Regions from separate parts of the Cyprinus carpio genome. Here region 2 is linked to region 1. The links are chromatin contacts, called in public Hi-C maps. All regions are on one chromosome and are shown on one strand. Each heading gives the region's core, a stretch centred on a gene start, on an enhancer-like site or on the middle of the called end of the contact. The rest is flanking DNA. Distances are from core to core; before and after follow the strand shown. Region 1 has its middle 20 kb from the start of rint1. Region 2 holds the start of cdpf1 (cysteine-rich DPF motif domain-containing protein 1).

Evidence for each region. A called contact is a pair of places that touch in the nucleus more often than the background predicts.
Region 2: a contact with region 1 is called in a Hi-C map of skeletal muscle, with 6 times the contacts expected there. The contact joins the promoter of cdpf1 here to the enhancer-like site in region 1. A contact is called at or near these places in 5 of 8 Hi-C or Micro-C datasets (liver and skeletal muscle).

What each region holds. Positions count from the first base shown.
Region 1 is chrB4:14,055,375-14,060,587 of ASM1834038v1, reverse strand. No RefSeq gene overlaps it. Among protein-coding and RNA genes, the nearest start is that of rint1, 20 kb to the right of the region's middle. Within about 2 kb of position 2,172, at least 3 of the 8 cell types and tissues checked have an H3K27ac peak or open chromatin away from gene starts, as enhancers often do. A contact at or near this core is called in skeletal muscle, where this site is marked.
Region 2 is chrB4:14,126,013-14,131,005 of ASM1834038v1, reverse strand. cdpf1 (cysteine-rich DPF motif domain-containing protein 1) reads left to right here and starts at 3,556. Exons shown (of 6, transcript XM_042722108.1): 1 at 3,556-3,719. The coding sequence starts at 3,622. pparaa (peroxisome proliferator-activated receptor alpha a) reads left to right here. Exons shown (of 11, transcript XM_042722106.1): 11 at 2,027-3,407. The coding sequence ends at 2,271.

The sequences.
Region 1 (5,213 bases), core at 923-3,422:
GATCGCTTAGCTTGCCAGATCCACCAAAGTTTGTCAAGCTACATTCTTCTAGCATATCTTTCTACCTTAGAGAAGGTGGCTGAATCAGTGAGGGAAAAATTAGGTTAGTTTTGGGGATGAAGGTTGTTTTCTTTTGTTGTTACAGATGTATGAATGAAGCTGGGTCACTAAGGTCTCCTGGATGTCTGGTTCATCTAAAATACTGTACAAGAATATAAAGTAAGACCACATTTCACTGTCCAGCAGTGGACAGGGACAAAGAGCATCCATCCTCTTATCACAATTTTAAACAGGATGTCTCACTAAATTTAATCAATATTTCGTTGGTTCAACTTGACTACAGGGATTCAAGATGAATGGATGAGTGGTGATTTGCATCCTACATCAAGTTAAACTGGAGATAAAGTTTGCAAGTGGAACATCAGGCCCACTAAACCAAAAATGCTGTTCATTCCCAGAAGGTATATGTTTTTTTCATCATAAAATTATTAAATTATTATCATGTGGTGTTATTTGCTGGATTTTTTTGAAGATAATTTATTGATCTTGAACGACAGTCTAGTTCCAGCTGGGTTGCCTGGCCTTCACAATCATTCATAATGGCTGCATTCATAATAGATGGCAGAGAGCATGTGGACACAGAGTGGTGAAAACAGCCACTAGCCATATGCTGGTAATGACCGAGTTAAAGGCAGGGTGGACATGGTCATTTCACTGATGCATGCTCTCTTCCTCCTGTTCTCTTCCAAACAGCCCCTAAATGGTGCATGAAGCTACCCATAAACCAGAACCTCACCTCAGCTACCAGATGGCACAGACAGGAAAATTGAAACGGATGCACTTTTTCCATCTTGTCCTTTGTCTTGCAGGCAGCTGCACAAACATGGAGCATGCATAAATCCATGCTATGCTTCAGTTAGTAAATTACGTGTTTTGTGATGCTAAATGACAACACCCCAATATGATTGCATTGCACATGCTACATTTGTTTGGTAGTAAGCACATCTACTTTTTCACCCTTATCAAAGGGCATGGGCCAAACAGAGGAAAACAAAACAGGATTACAGAAAAACTAACCACCAATCTAATCCCAAAGACTTTCTGATCAAAACCAGATTTTTCAAAGAGCTCCTGATATCAGAATTATATTTCTTGGCTGGATTGAAGGACAAAAGGCCTAAAGAAGTGAACCACTGTCGATATTATCACTGAAATAACACGCACATTTATTCTAATAACTATTTAGTGACTCTAGAGGGTTGACAAGCAGGTTGAGTTTCCATGACAGAGAAATCCAGGCTGTTTCTGTTTACAAGTTGGCTCAAGAAGTTTAAATCCCTGTCAAACAAAGTGTTCTTTTTTTCTGTCTTTTAATGCTGGTTTTGCAGAAAATTAATTATAGTATCTACCTCAACAGGGTACGACGAGGGCATTCTTCCCTGCACCACTTTCCATAACAACACTCAAGGCTCTAGAAAATACTCTGGGCTGGAGGAGTTTTCATTTGGCACGGATTCATCTAAGGAAAAAACCTGGAACTCTTCCAAAGACAATATTTGTCAGAGAAGCCTCAATTCAGACCTAACAGTGTTTATTAAATTGGGAGCTGCTGTGCTGCCTTTTTTCGTCCTCTGATCTGTATGTACTTTGAATCAGTTTCAGACTGAATATGAAAGTTGTTCCTTTTTCCCTTGCTCTGCAGTCTCTTTCAAGTCTGTCGTAAGCAACTGATCAAAGGCGCTGCGTTTTAATCAGACAAAACAGATGTGAAGTCAGATGACTGTTTTTAATGGTTTGGATCCAGTCGTTTTGACGACTACTGATATCGAATCAATGGGTGATATGGGGCATGGCACTTCAGAGGAAAAGTTAGTCTAGCTAATTTTATCTCTAAATAAAATGTTATAGGTGGTGGAATGAACTTAAACAGACCTCATAATCTCCCCATGCTGGATCTTCAGCTGCCTAACAAACAATAGAGAACAAGTTTTATTGTTCTGTTGACAAATGCTTTAATTAAAATGGGTGCAGGAGGAGCGTTAAAACTGCACTAAATAACCGATCCAAGGCCACAGCCGAAAACTTCTGCCCCAGGGGAGTAGGAATCAAACCTGCTCTGCAAACAGGAAGCTTCAGCCCACAGCTCAGAGGGTCAGAGTGGATTCAAAAGCATCCGATTGGGTGAGAAGTAACCATGGAAACATTTGAATAACCACAGAGACCGCTCAGATACTTGAGCAGGCTGTTAGCACCGTGTTCAAACATTTAATGCCCCCTCTACACCGAGACCTAAGAGTCTCTTTCCAAGTCACAGAGTTGGAGCACATCCAGGCAAAGACTTTCTGACTCGCAGCACCTGCAGAGCTCGGCTGGGGGGAGAAACAGACATAAAACTATATCTAGGTCAAGTATACTGCATCAACCACACTTCCCCAAACAAACACGATCGCTCAGGAAATACCCCTTTTTGTACCAAAACACATGAAGCCTACTGTTCTCCATGTACTTTGTGTTTGCAGCACGTTAGGCCACAAGTGTGCATGGGTGTGTCTCACTCCTAGCTGGTGTGTTTACTTTTTATGGTACACGTGTCTGTTGTGTACGTGTGCGGGATGCACGTAAGGCTGTATTTACAGCCTTTTCATGAGATCATACGCACAAGTTCGGATTAGGCAACGTGCAGTTTCGCCTTACAGATTTTACTCTAGCGCCAAGTACGTTCTAAGGAAGACTGGTGTGTGTACAAAGAAGTCATCTTCTGTTTATCTGGGGAGAGGTTACAAGGTCATCACACACTTTTTCACTATGAGCTGTCACGCTTTTACTCTAACCACAAGTCCAGAGTGTTTAACAATGGCCTTGCAGTCAGGGGAAGAATTTCAACCTGCTTACATTAAAAAAGCGCTTCCTTTTGCATGATCCAAATTAGTTTTAATCCTCAGATTAGTAAACAGGTTTTGCTATTCAAGTCAAACGGCATACAAAAAGAAGTGAAACCACGTATATAACACACCGATTTACAGGTCATGTTGGCACCACCTAGAAAAAGGAATGTGCTTTTAAAGGGGAAGTTCAATCTAAAATATAAATTCTATTACCATTTTCTCACGCTCATGACTTTCTTTCATCTGAAGAACACAAAAGACGACATTTTGAAGAATGTGTTTTGTCCACTAAACGATGGTCAATGCATGGGGGAACCCTTTATCTTTCATCGTATGTACTAAAACACAAGTATTTTCTAAAATATCATCAAAAGACAAACACAAACTGGTTTGAAATGACATGTGGAAGAGAAAATGACAATGACAAAGCTAGTTCACCGAGAAAATAAATATTCTCGGTGAACTAGCTTTTAACAAAGTCTGCTCTGTGTTTATTTAAAGGTATAGCAGTAGGGGTGTTGCGATATACTGGTATTGACGATAACCGTGATATTCAAAGCAATTATCGATATCGTGTTAATTTAGTGTGTGACAATATACCGGTATTAGCAATAACCGCAATATTTAAAATTAACAGGTCTCTTATGTTTTATGATAATGTAAATTGTAAATAGTCAGTAGCTGGTTGCTGGTTGAGCTGGCAGTATTGTGCCTTAACGCTGACACCTGTCACACAAGACGAGGACGCAGTGCTCGCAGCTGAGGAGAGCAGTGTTCATCAGAGTAAGTTGCCATTATTTTACTAGTCATAGAATGGGGAATGTTATATTAACCTGTTAACAGCGGTTTTCTGTGTTCATATATTTAAGTAAAGGGCGATTATTTTAATAAGTGCTGTGTTTTCTTTACTCATCTTATTTTTGTTTTTGCAATCAATACGGCCTGTGTGTATTAACACTTTATTTCTTTGTTCAACTGTTCTTGAAAAACTGAGCGACCACATTGCTACATTAAACTCTGTAAAATGTTAAGTTGGTCGCAGTGCCACGCACTTAATGCCTCATTTGCGGTTATTCTTCAATAAGGCTCATTAGTTAACATATATAAATAACAAACAATAATTAACAATATTTCCACAGCATTTATTAATCTTAGTTCATGTTAATTTCAGCATTTACTTATGCATTATTAAAATCACAAGTTCTCTTTGTAAACATTAATGCACTGTGAACATGAAAAATTAATGACTCTAATTTTGTCCTTATGTTCGTTAGGTGAAAAAGAAAAAACCAATAAACAAAGTAAAATCGAATTTGACTGATATCTTTTCGCCCCAAGGTTTCATTAGATATCACGATATATCGATATTGTGAATTTTTTGGCCGTTATATGAAAAATCTAATATTGTGACAGCCCTATATAGCAGATATAATTTTGTTTTCATGCAGAATATTAAAGCTTCGCGTGAGCATTTCATTGGCCCCTGAGCAGCAAGCACAAACCAGACAGAGCTGAGTGAGGTGAAACAGGAACTTTAATTTGACCTATTTCACAGAGTTCATTTCCTGTTTTGCCCATTCGTGGAGAGACGCGTGAAATGAGACACCAAAACACTGTTAATGAATGTGGCCACAGAGAGCGGATGTCACAGCCCCATATAATAAATGCCAATAATAAGACTTGGTCTGAAACAATAGACGCCTTAACGCAGCCAGGTTCAATGCACGTAAATCCAGTGTTTTTCTTTGAAGATCAAAGTGGTGTAAATCACAGACTCCTATACGTTCCTGTTTAAAGTTTAGCCAGTGTGCACACGCTAAATAAGCTGAGGTGCTCCCCTGGCAGAAAAAAATGTCTTATCTTAAATCTCATCACCCGTTACACTTATGATATCTGTCGCTGCCCCACCTACTGTGCTACATTAGTGGGGTGAAATGTTCTGTGCTACGTTAATACAAAATGAAAGGGAGGCTAAAAAATTTTGTTCCAGGACATTACTTTTCAGGAAGCAGTTTATTTTAAAATCCACTCAGACTCGATGTATATATCGCATTCCTTGCCTTTATAAGCATACCTTATTGCACATTTAAGTCATTACTGGGATGTGTAAAAAACAAAAACAAAAAAAACACCTCTTTTAATTTAAGTGTGTGCAATTTTAAGTACTGTATGTAATCATCCTTAAAATCGGACTGTAAATATATTCAGAGGTCATTTTTAATCCATGCCATTCTCAGTTTTTAAAAAAACAATTTCATGCTTTGGTAAACTTTCTTTCTTCCTTTTGCATTCAGCATACTACAAGAGGCTTGGAGGAGGTGTAATTCA
Region 2 (4,993 bases), core at 2,307-4,806, 69 kb before region 1:
AACTAGAGCTGGGGTGTTGAAACTGGGGGCCGGGGGTCATACAGGGGTGCTAAAGAAGAACATTATTTAACCAATTTTTATTTTAAAGTAAGTATTTATCATATATCTTTCAAAAAGTTATCTTAGGGTATTTGTTAAGTATTGGTAAAGTAATTTATTTATGCATGGATAAATGCTATGTTCATACATCTAGTATCATTAATGTAATAGTAGGCAGAAAAAAAAGAATTATTTTAAATTGCTTTGATTTACAAGTACAGTGAAAAAAAAATCTTATTCTATTTTTTACATTTACTATTATTCTGACACAGTATAAATATACATGATATACAGTATTTATACATGATCATTTATATAATATATATGGTTATATTGGGGATCTTTTGCCTCAAAGTTTGGAGACCCCTATTTTTGAATACAGATTTAAAGGACCATTAAACTACTACAGAAATGGTGCTTTAAATGTATAAATATATACATACATACATACAAACATACAAACATACATATTTTATTTAACCTGCATTACTCTTGTGCTTCATGAACATCTTGAAGAGATAGTTCACCCTAAAAATTAAAATTCTGTCATTAATTACTTACCCACATGTCGTTCCGAACCTGCAAGACCGTTCATCTTCATAACACAAATTAAGATATTTCTGATGAAATCAGAGAGCTTTCTGACCCTCCATAGACAGCAATGGAGCTAAATGTAGTAAAGAGATTGTTAAAGTAGTCCATGTGACGACAAAGAAAGAAAGGAAGAAATTTCTGAATAAAGTCGTAATTTTTTTTTTTTTTTTTTGCACACAAACATTATTCTCATAGCTTCATAACATTAAGTTGAACCTTTGATGTCACATGGACTATTTTGACGATGTCCTTACTACCTTTCTGGGCCTTGAATGTATCATTTGCACTGCTGTCTATGGAGGGTCAGAAAGCTCTCGGATTTCATCAAAAACATCTTAATTTCTGTTATGAAGATGAACGAAGGTCTTACAGGTTTGGGATAACATGAGGGTGAGTAATTAATGACAGAATTTTCATTTTTGGGTGAACTATCCCTTTAATATGATCTCCTTTGCTGAACTTTAAGTAGGTAAGTTGTGGTTCAGGTTGTTTTTATGTCACCTCTGGAGTCCCACAGCCAGCAGCTTTTGAAAGGTATGACATAATAATGGTCAGAGTAAGATGGGGATTTTGTTCTCTTTGAGGGCTAGCAAAAATAACCACAGTTTCCTCTCCCGCCGGTTCCAGCAGCAGCCGAGGAGATCCGAAAGCAGACGCTTCCACAGACCGCAGCTTCCAGGAGGCTGCTCTGTTTTCTTATAACCTATATATGCTAAAGAGACACAGCGAGCAGAAACAAAAAATACTAAATTCATGGACACACTATACAGTAGTACCAGTGACGTCAAGATTTTGATATCATAGCAATTGAACACGAAAGTCCTTTATTTGAAAAGTCTGGTATTAATATCAAAATGCGACCCTGGAGCACAAAACCAGTCATAAGTAGCATGGGTATATTTGTAGCAAATAGCCAACAATACATTGTATGGGTCAAAATTTATGCCTTTTTATCTTTTATGCCAAAAATCATTAGGATATTAAGTAAAGATCATGTTCAATGAAGATATTATGTACATTTCCTACCATAAATATATAAAAATTTAATTTTTCAGTCGCTATGCATTGAATTGCTAAGCACTATGCATCACTAAGGACTTAATTTTCGTTTTTTTTTTGCACCCTCACATTCCAGGTTTTCAAATAGTTGTATCTCAGCCAAATATTGTCCTGTCCTAACAAGATTTATTTTATTTAGCTTTCAGATAAATCTCAGTTTCCAAAAAATGATCCTTATGACTGGTTTTGTGGTCCAGGGTAACAAATTAATAATTGAAGTGAAAATAATGGCATGAATCAATTGAGTAATTTTAAGTATTTTAAGTATTTCTTCATTATTCTTACATGTCTCTCTCATGTTTCTTCCTCTCTCTCTCTGGATCTCCATCGACAGATCGTCCAGGACTGAGCGACGTGTCGCAGATCGAGCGCATCCAGGAGAGCATCATCCACGCCCTGCGGCTCCACCTGTTGTCCAACCACCCCGACAACGCCTTACTCTTTCCCAAGCTGCTGCAGAAACTGGCCGACCTGCGGCAGCTGGTGACGGAGCACGCGGAGCTGGTCCAGGAGATCAACAAGACGGAGGACGCTTCACTCCACCCGCTTCTGCAGGAGATCTACAGGGACATGTACTGACTTTGAACCGTCGCCGTTCTCAGCAAGCGCCAAAACACAAGAGCTCCTTCTGCGTGTGGGACAGGAGGTAAAGGATGCTCAGCTCAGAGGGGGAAGAAGCCCGGTGGAAACATCTCTGTGGTGTGCACCTGCTGTGGAATCAAGCTCTGCTGGGACATTATAGGGTAAAGCCAGCTCGCTGAGAAATATAGCACTAACCTTTAATAGGGCACAGACCTTTATAAGATCGATGCCTATAGTCCCATAGAAAAGTGCAATAGATGCTTTTGTAAATTTGCCAAAAAGTGCAGTAAGTAGATGGCACTCTAAATATATGCCTTGGCTCACTGTAAACTCGCAGTAGACCATTAAAGTGCCATATTAAGCTTCATAATCATCTGTTTATAGTGCGAGAGCATAGTTGGCTTGTATTGTTTGTGACGAAATGTAGCCAGTCTGAGATGATGCGCTGCTGCTCTCCTGCTCCACCTATTTAGTTTGAAGGGCGGGGCTTTGGAGATGAGGGGGGTGTGGCTAACGAAACGTAACTTCCAGAGCGGTTGACGTCGCTCTGCACTTTTAAACTTGAGCACAACTCGAGCACTCTGCCAGATAAGCACCAGCTGTCAAGATCTAGGACCTGGAACATATATAGAGTTGACTATCCTGAATAAGGGGTGATTTGTCATATAATGGTTTGATGCTAGAATAAAATGTATAGAGAGAGAGAGCCATATAAATCCAATTGTTTATTACCTCATTTGAAACGCTTGTACATTGAACATCATTTGTAAAATCTCTTGTATAAAAATATTATTGTACACTTTATAGCACTCCAACTGTAATTTTATTGTACAAATGTGTTATGTGTTCTGACTTGGTACCTGTATTCAATTGGTAAATTGTTTTATTGATGTATTTGTGTTATTTTTAAGGAAAGTTAATTTTCGTAGCATTTCGAGCAGAATCTACTAGAGTTGACAATTCACAAGACTTGATCAGACAGTGCTTCGTAGACTGTTGCAGTTTTTAATGAATCATTTCATCTTTAGTTGTGTCTTTTGGGTGCGTAATTACTGACTGATCTCAGCTGGTGTTTGTGGTTTGAAATGAAATGTCACGTTGCTGAATAATGTTTCTTAAAAACCTGAAATGAGCGGCGTGGACGTGTTTATTTCTGGCGCCATCTTCTGTGTAGTCTGATGTACTGCAGGTGAAAGGTGTAAAACGGAAACGCTGAGCCTGTCCTTCTTGACGCACCGTCGTGACGTCGCAGCAGCATCATGGCGCGCTGTCAGATCGCGTGCTGCTCACTCAAAACAAGCAGGATGTGTTTGAACGGGACGCAGAGGAGAAGCGCACGGTTACCTAATGGAAGTGAACGAAGGGTCCGCGCTCGGCGAGCTGTGTGAACTGTCCAGTCCCTTCAGCTTCTGCGGCTAGAAGCCGCCAAACACCTGAGCAGTAGTGTAAGTACAATAGTATTTGTGACACTGCAAAATAGTGCTCGAGATGGTCGGTCTTCTTAAGCAAAGGATGAACGTTTGCAGTAAAGCTTTAGTGATATACATAGATGTAAACATGCATAATGGTACAAGGTTGCGCGAACCGAGTGTGGTTTGCTGTGATGTCACGGTGAAGTATGTGAACGTGACACGTAATGGATGAAATAGATATATGAACATTACATTCCTGGCATAATTTTGAATCAGGCTGCCAGAATGCAGAACCGAAACAGAGTTATTTCCTCACCCTCATGTCGTTGCAGTTATCTATCTATCTATCTATCTATCTATCTATCTATCTATCTATCTATCTATCTATCTATCTATCAAACTCATATAACGCAAGTCAGTGGTATGTTGTTTATTTGGATCCCCATTAGTCTTCCTGGGGTCCACAAATCAATCCAAAACAAACAGTCTTACAAATAAATAGAAAACGAACAAGAATATAATTTCACTTATCACATCACAAAACTATACACATCAGCAGTAGTTAAAATATACAATGACATATTTATAAGCAAATCTTCACATTTTCTTCGAATACATACATATGTACAGTTACTCTTTCGTATATTTATGGGAACCATATTCCAAGCAACAGAACCTTGATAAAGTATAGTATTTTTCATCGAATTTGTTTGTGGACACAGTAAAAAAGAAAAAAAGTTGAGTCTTACTCACTCGACGTATGATCATGTCTAAGTCCCACATAAACAAGCTTTTCATAGAAAAAACAAGGAGTTTGATACTTGACTACTACAATCGTAAATGTAATTTAACCTTCACCAGCAACCATGATAACTTTCTATGCATCTCAATAACATTCGCCCGAAATTGATAATGAAGCACTAGTCTGGCTGCTCTATTCTATTCTATAATTTTTTTTTAGGTGTTTCTCAGATGCACTTGACTGTACCATAGAGCAGTACTCGAGATGCGATAAAACTAATGACCACATCTTTTAAAAGTAAAGATGGAATAAATTCAGAACATTTCCTGGCCACCGCTATACCTTTTATAATCTATACGTTTGGACCAGGACCACGTATTGTCAAGTATCACACCCAGCAACTTAAAATTTGTTACTTGTTCCACTGGCACCCCATTAATAAATCAATTCAAATCAGCAGCCTTAGTCATATTATTTTTTATAACTAAAAACAATACATGTAGTTTTTTCTATATTTAAAATTAGTTTATTAATTCGAACCCACTTTGTAATTGTTAACAGCCCA